Regions from separate parts of the Zea mays genome. Here region 2 is linked to region 1. The links are chromatin contacts, called in public Hi-C maps. All regions are on one chromosome and are shown on one strand. The core of a region is the stretch at or near the end of the contact, and the rest is flanking DNA. Distances in the headings are between cores, read along the strand shown.

What was found. Hi-C and Micro-C count contacts between places; a contact is called where the count stands out from the background.
Region 2: a Hi-C map of ear shows a contact between it and region 1, with 2.0 times the contacts expected there. The contact joins the promoter of LOC103633550 here to the promoter of LOC103633537 in region 1. A contact is called at or near these places in 4 of 25 Hi-C or Micro-C datasets (ear, leaf and tassel).

Annotation. Positions count from the first base shown.
Region 1 is chr1:33,463,158-33,467,292 of Zm-B73-REFERENCE-NAM-5.0, reverse strand. LOC103633537 (ruBisCO large subunit-binding protein subunit beta, chloroplastic) reads left to right here and starts at 1,693. Exons shown (of 13, transcript NM_001351754.1): 1 at 1,693-2,054; 2 at 2,410-2,547; 3 at 2,681-2,776; 4 at 2,868-3,110; 5 at 3,185-3,419; 6 at 3,487-3,656; 7 at 3,755-3,832; 8 at 3,930-4,001; 9 at 4,091-4,135. The coding sequence starts at 1,785.
Region 2 is chr1:33,689,544-33,693,678 of Zm-B73-REFERENCE-NAM-5.0, reverse strand. LOC103633550 (filament-like plant protein 4) reads right to left here and starts at 1,963. Exons shown (of 6, transcript XM_008655241.3): 1 at 1,297-1,963.

The DNA.
Region 1 (4,135 bases), core at 444-2,943:
TAAAAACAGAAGGCAGCATCTTTGGTAACACTATACTCTAACCAATTATGGTTCTTGAACCATGAATCATGAAAACTTCTTTGTCGGTGTCCCATTTTTTTAGGATATATATGGCCAATTGGTTGACATGGACCCTGTAACAAATACTCTCTTCTAACAGCATCCCTAATGTTAACATCGTATTCATCAATTGGTTTTCTAAGCCCAGGATCAACAACTATATCGAATACCTGCTCAGAAGGTGGAATTTCTTGCTCTTGTTCATCTGAAGTTGGATTTAGTACTGCCTCAACAGTAGCCTCCTCGGTTGAAATTTCTTGGGCTTGATTGTTACTGATTCCGGTTCCCACTGTTGGTTGAGAATTGGGGTTCGATCTTGGCTGCACATTACACACGACGGGTGTCAGAGCTGGAGAGAAAAATGATTGCAATGTTCTATGCTTCTTCTTCATTTTGACGGGCGGACGGAGCGTGGCCGGGCGAGCTGGCGAGGTGTTGACTGATTGGTGACTCGCAGACTCGGTGATGGTGACTGGTGAGCTCTGAGCTGCAGCCGCGACGGCGCACGGCACGGGCCACGACGCGTGGCCTGGTGGCTGGCAGGCGGGCAAGGGCCGACCGGCGAGGGGCGAGGCGAGCCGCACGCCCACACCGCAGCGGCCAGCGGCTGGCGGGCGCCGGGCGACCGCCGACCGGGCGGGCAAAGTGCCAAGGTCGAAGCAGCCAAGCAGGGGCAGGCGGGCAGCCGGGCAGGAGCAGGCGGCGGCGCGGCGCTCCTGGGACAGCCGAACAGGAGCAGAGCAGGTGCAAGCGTGCAGCCGAGCAGCGAGGACGCGTCTGGCTGGCCGAGCAGCGAGCAGCAGCGAGCAGCTAGCAGGTGCGCTTGGGCGAGGGACAGGACCAGGAGGAGTCCAGGGCGCGGCTGGCGGCGGCACCGTGGCGGCTGGCGCCTGGCGTAGGCTGCTAGGGTTCTGTTCTGGCGTTCTGCAGTTCTAGGCTACGACAGAATTTCTTTTTTTTGGGCCTGCGCGCCCCGGGTCGTGGCCTAGGTGGCCATGGGCGCCGGTCCGCCTCTGCATAGAGAAGACCAGAGCCCCTGCCCCTCTGTGCAGTCACACATGGTCCACGATCATGCAGAGAGGACTTCAAGGCCCCACACGTCCGCCAGCTCTATGGTTCGTTTGGTGATTGGCCCAAAACAAGCCAACAAATGCCTCATCCCAGAAACGGATTGGCATGTTGGATTGGGCAAGGAGATATATGCCTGTCTCAAGTATGTATCTGTTTTCTTTAAACTTAACCCATTCTGTTAGTGAGTATGAGGACTACAAATCTGGTGTGCAATGCCTACATGAGCAAAATACTTGTGCAGGTGATGATATTCTCCACCTCGGTCTGATTGAAGTGAGAGAATGTTTTTGTTCATCAAAGGTTCAGCATGTCGTTGAAACTGAAAACTGTTCCGCGCCGCTAGGTCGGCCTTTTTACGGCCCATAATATATTCTGCTGCGACGCCTGCCTCGGCGTCCGGGCATCGCCATCGTAGACACGGCAAAGGAGACGCCGGAAGGCCCGGACGGAACAAGCGAGATATTTAAGGACGCCTTTTTGGCGCGACCCCACGACATGGCGGCATATCTATCTACTACACACGCCTTTAAAACCTTTCGCCCTCCTCCGCGCTCCCGGCTCCTCCCAGCACCAGCAAGCAGCCTTATCTATCCCCTCAGCTCTGCAGCTCAGTGTCCACCACCGCCGCCTCCTTCCAGCTGGGTGGAAGAAACATGTCGCGAATGGCGCCCCCGTCTCCGCCTCAGTCCCTGAAGCCCCCGACGCTGCCCTTCTCCCCGCCCAAAAAGCCACCGCCGATGCCGGTGTACAAGGACCTGCACTTCAACCGCGACCTCTCCGCCACCAAGAAGCTCCAGGCCGGAGTGGACCTGGTGGCACGGTTGTTGGGGGTCACCCTGGGGCCCAAGGGGAGGAACGTGGTGCTTGGCAACAAGTATGGCCCTCCCAAGATTGTCAATGACGGGGAGACCGTCCTTAAGGAGGTAACGCCATGCTTCCAGAAATTAGCTAGCTGCTACCCGAAACAACAGTATGCAGCTATTTGGTTAGACTGGATCTGGATTGAATGAATGGCATGATGAAGTGAAGGCACAAAACATGTTGATCACTCCACTGATTACTGTTCAATTCTTGATCGATCTTGTTATCTTATTTGCAATGTTAGGTCTTTTTTTCACTCTGTTCTGAACACAAGTGGAAACTGCAAATTTGTTATTGTTGTGGACTTCGGGCACTAATGTACTAATATGAGATGCTTCTCGTTCCGATCATGTCCTTTTTCTGATCATGTTTTAATACTTCCAATGCCCATGTATCAATCACACTGTGTCATTCAAGATCGAATTGGAAGATCCATTAGAAAATCTTGGAGTGAAGCTGGTCCGACAGGCTGGAGCAAGGACCAATGATATTGCAGGAGATGGTTGTACCACATCCATAATCCTTGCCCAAGGCCTCATTGCTGAAGGGATGAAGGTGTGCCTATCTCTTCTCTAATTAGTTTTCTATACACTGGTAACAGCGAAAAAAGTTGCTATGATGAAGTTGTTGATTTATAGATTCTGAGTCAGGATCCTGCATTGCTTCTTATAATTGTTTCATAAAGTAGGTTCTTGCAGCTGGAATCAACCCAGTTCAGGTCGCACGTGGCATTGAGAAGACTGCTGCTGCTTTGGTGTCTGAGCTCAGACTGATGTCGCGGGTGGTATGATTTTCGAGTTTGTAAAAGTTTTTTTTTGTGCTCTGTAAATCCACTGTGGAGATATCTTAGTGGTGTGTAACCTGTTGTTTTCTAGATTGAAGACCATGAAATTGCACATGTGGCTGCAGTTAGTGCGGGAAATGATTATGCTGTTGGAAATATGATTTATGATGCTTTTCAAAGAGTAGGTAGACAAGGAATGGTGAGAATTGAAAATGGAAGAGGCACCGAGAACAGTCTGGAGGTTCTGGAAGGAATGCAATTTGAACGCGGTTACCTCTCTCCTTACTTTGTTACCGATCGTGGTAACATGACGGTGGAGTTCACTGACTGTCAGGTGAGGGCTCTGTTCCTCTTATACAATGTTTTGCAGAAAAAAAATAATAGAAGAACTACATCTTGTGTTTGCAGATACTATTGGTTGACAAGAAAATTACGGATGCTAGTGAGATTATAAGGATACTGGACAGTGCTGTCAAAGAAAACTATCCGTTGTTAATAATCGCCGAGGATGTGGAAGAACAGGCAATGGCTGATTTGATAAAAAACAAGCTGAAAGGGACAATTAAGGTTGCAGCCGTTAAGGCCTTCTCTTTTGGGGAACAAAAGACTCAATGCTTGGATGACATTGCAATCATGACAGGAGGTACAGAACTCGACACCAACCTAACCAATGCAATTACAGTCTCCAACGTATTCTCGTTGGTTTTCAGGTACACTAGTGAGGGATGACATGGGGCATATACTGGAAAAGGCAGGAAAAGAGGTTCTTGGTTCCGCTTCTAAGGTGGTAATCACGAAAGATTCAACACTAATTGTTACTGACGGAAGCAATCGTCGAGCAGTTGAGGAAAGGGTTGCTATGATAAAAGGCCAAATTGAGGTAGAATTATTCCAGTCATACCTTGAATTTGTATGTTATATCTACCATGTGTGCATTACTACTGGATCCTGCAAAGTATTTTACTTTTGAACTCCCAGAATTCTAAGGAAAGTTACAACAAGAAGATATTGGGTGAGAGGATAGCAAGGTTATGTGGTGCAATTGCAGTGATCCAGGTACCATACATTGTTTTAATTGACGAAGTAAAACATTTAAGGGGTACAAAAAAATCAATTAGAGTGCCGAAAATTGTATTTTTGGCCTCAATGTCAGGTTGGTGCTCAAACAATCATTGAGATGAAAGATAAGAAGCTGAGGATTGAAGATGCACTTAACACAACAAGGGTACCTTGATCAATCCTATATACTTCATTTCATGTGTTGTCTGCAACTACAAGTTTCAAAGTTTGAACCAACTTTTTGGGATAATTCAGGCAGCTATTGAGGAAGGTGTTGTAGTTGGTGGTGGATGTAGCCTA
Region 2 (4,135 bases), core at 714-3,213, 230 kb before region 1:
GCTGTAGAGCGAACGGCAACCGCAGGCAGGCCGCCCCAGCCCCGGCAAGAACTGCAGTTAAGACGGGCACCAAAGACGCCCGCGGAAGTAATCGCCGGCGTGGGGGTCGCACATGTTTATCCGGCCGAGATGACCTGACTGGACGCATACTGCTGCCGCTGCCAGTTCTAGCAAATTTTGCGTCCCGGTGAAAGAACGGGTGGTTCCGGCCGTTAAGGAAGGCGCGCGTGACGGGGCTTAAAAGCTCGGAGCTACTACTACCTCAAACTCGATACGGACATTGATGGCAGTCTCCGCTCGGTGGATTTGGCTTTAACCAGATGTCCCGCTGCATCATTGTCCTTGGTGTTTTTGTGCGCGTCCTCTCTTCATCTCCGTCTTTTACCAAGGGCGTGTTTAGATTCTCCGAACTAAAGTTAGTCTTGTTTTTATGCCAATTAAGGGAACTAAACATGAACTAATAGTATAAATCATGGCTAATTCATGAGGCAAATCTATTAAGGTTAATTAATCTATGGTTAACATATTTTTACTGTAGTAAAACCTAGACTAATTATAAATTAATTAGGTTCAATAGATTCCTCTCAATTAGTTTATAATTAGTCCTCCAAATTAGCATCTAGAACCTGTCCTAAACGTTATTCCGATATCCAAACACCTTCTAATGATAATTGGCATAGCAGTCATCCATCCCCATGGGGGGCGTATTCTTGCACGGGCAAAAAAACACCGTAATAAAAATAAAAATCTAGTAGCGCGCGAAACGGGCTGCTTCTGATGGATTGGAATGTTCCATGTGTGAGGAGTGAGTTCATGAGAAGCAGACCAGCGTGGCAAGGGAAAGCTGAAGCATAGAGGGAGCACAGCACGATGACTTGCCGGAGCGCTACTATCTGTGTGGAACAGCCGCCGCGTGAGCGATCCTCGCTGCAACTGAGTTACGAGTTCCGTCCAGGAAGGACAACGAAACACGAAGCAGAGCCCAGAGGGCGGAACCAACAAACAAAGCGAGCGGCGCAGTGGGGGGAAATATTCAGAAGCTGTGGAGAAATCTTGGGTCTAAACATTAAGATGCACAGTAAAATTTCAGACAGCGTGACATCCGGCATGAACAGAGGAACTCCTGATGCAGGCTCTGTTATCCAAACACACGATCAAAAAAAATCCCGAACAAGACGTAGTAGAAATTGCATTGCGTAAACGAACGGGAAGAGCAATCGCGCCATATTAATGAACGGAGAATAGAAAAAACTCAAACAGGCTCGTGACTCATGAGGAAGGGAAGCGGGTGTTTACTTGGAGAGACGAGGGCGCGAGGCAGTCAGGAGAAGCCCCTGCGCGGAATGCAGATCCGGAGCGGGGCCGCCGGCGCCGGAATCCGCCGCGATTCCGGTGAGGGTGTTGGATCTAGCGCGCGGCTCCGATCGCCACGGGAGAGGTGTCGGTGGCGTGCGTCGCTTGCCGAGCACACTTGCCTTCCAGCCAGTCACACCTGCGCTTCCGCGTCGGCCGTGATCCGGCTGGATTGGACTGGACTCCTCCCCGCTGCCCACTGCCGCTTTTCCCCCTCCGCACCTCGCCTACGCTTTTGCTCCCGGCGCCTTTTCCCCTTTGGAATCTCGCCTCCTCCCGCAGCTAGCCTGCTACTACTACCGAGCGCTAGCGCCAGGCGAAAGCGCGTAGGGTGGACGGGTGGTGGCGCCTCCCCGGCGCGGCGCGTGCGCGGTGTGGGGGCGCTGCACTGCGGCTGGCCCGGTTTGGCAATGCGGCTCTGCTGCTGTATGAGTGGTGTGGAGGTGATTGTGTTTTAGTTTTGATTTTAGTTTTGAATAGAGGTGTGCTAGGCTAGGGGAGAGGTGGGAATGGAGGTGCTCCGTGCGGTGCTCTTTAGGCCATCTCCAGCCGAGGATATATGAGGGTGTGCAAGACACTATTGGTACCGTATACTAAACTGTTTACACACTGTTTAAAATCTATATCAATATCTATACGTCTGGATATATACTAATATATTAACAAACTAACGTTGGGCACCCAGTGGCTGGTAGTACCAAGTCTTCACCCTCAATACTACCGCACCGCATAAAATTGTGCAAAACGAGGACTCAAACCCATAACCCATTGATCTAAACATTTAGGGGTAATCACCAGACCACACACTTTAATATTTATAAAAAACAATAATTATATTTAAATAAATATCTCAATACATATTTATCTATACTACTCTATTAAGAATTTGATGTATGTACATGTTGCTACCACAACTTCACCCTCCACGCTGACACTCTGGACCCACCCCACGCGTTCCGATTGGTTCTCACGTCCCTTTATCAGCTACTGATATGTGGACATGCTGACACACTAGACCCACCCCACGGTCTCTGACTGGTTCTCCCGCCCCCCTGTGAATCCCAGCGCCCACACAGCCAGATACTGTGCCTGCTCAGCAACCGACCCCACCCACGCAGCTACCACACCGCGCAAAAAAATACAGAGCGAGCACTCAAATCCACACCCCCAGGTCCGGAAATTTGGAGCTAACCACCAGACTACACATATCTTAGTGTTTAGAAATAAGCAATAATTATATTTGAATAAATATTTTAATACCTATTTATATGATATATAAAAACCGTAGCAAAGCACGATTAATTGGCTAGTAAGAAATGAAATAAAGAGTGAGATCACAAGGCTAGTGGAGATAGCCTTTTAATAAAAAAATTCTTCAATGTTAACTTGAGACTGTCTGAGTGAGATCTAATAGTTAATTGACTAAAAAAATTGCTAGTGAAATTAGTTGATACTTGGCTAACTATTAACTAATTTTAGTTAGCTTGAACTAGCTAATAAACTAATGGGTAGTTAAAGGTATAGTTAATAATTAGTTGAACTATTAGCTGGAGATGTTTAGATGTCTCCAACTAAAAGCAACTAATAACTAAACTATTAGATGAGTTGTTTAAATGTTTTTAGATCATTTTAGCAGCCAACTATTATCTCTAGTGCAATTAAACATGACAGAAGGTTATGTTTGAATGCATAACCTAATAAGTTAGCTGGCTAAAAATTTATAGTAGAATTAGTTAGCTAATATACTTGGCTAACTATTATCTAATTTTAGCTAGATGGAACTAGCTAATAAATTAATGGGTAGTTGAAGGTGTAGCTAATTAGCCGGAGGTTTGAATGTCTCTCGTTAAAAGTAGCTAATAGCTATATTAATAATTGGACTGTCTATAACTAATTTTAGCAGCTAATTTATAGCTCTAACGTATTTATACATGGCCTAAATTTGGTCTTATGGATAACGAATCACACAAGTCGTTTTAGCTAGTACTATAAAGATATGCATTAACGTATCATATCAATTAAAAGACTTATTTTTTGCATAGATGTGCAAGGGTCTGATGCAATGACTAGATTATCCTTAGAAGCGTTAGATCCCTTCACTACACCAAAACAAGTCTTTGCTGAGTTCCAAATAATTTACTGAATGTTTTTTCGATAGGCAAAGAAAAAGCTCTTTGTTAGATGCTAAATATAGAATGTTCTATAAAATAAAATACTCGGCAAATAGCTTTTGAGTCAAGTGTGTTTCTTTGTGGCACTCGGCAAAGAAATGTTTTACCGAGTATTTTTTTTACAATAGGCAAAAATTAATTTTCAAATCACACTTTGAATCAGTAAATTAATTTATCTTAAAAAGGTTTTAACTATAAAATTGTATAAGTCAATAGGATGTACAATTTTTATTTTGATCATTTCTTCATATGACAAAATAAAAATAAATTTATTCACAAACCTTATAATTTTGTAGTTATACAAATTTCTACATAGATGTACAAGTTTGTGAAACTAAAAGAGAGATGTATAAGAGTTGTGAATAATGGTAAAACTACCATGTTGGATAAGCAAATGATCAAACAATCAAAATAAACTTTGTAGACTTAAGAAGTTATAGAGCTTTGTAGTTTGAAATTTTTTTATTTGAAACATCTTGTCAACGAAAACTACATTTGAATCTTAAAATTTTAAAATTTGAATTCCCCAAACGACCTCGGATGGAAAAACCACCAAAATGAAAGTTATAGATCTTGAAAAGTTATGAAACATTTTATTATATAAAAATACG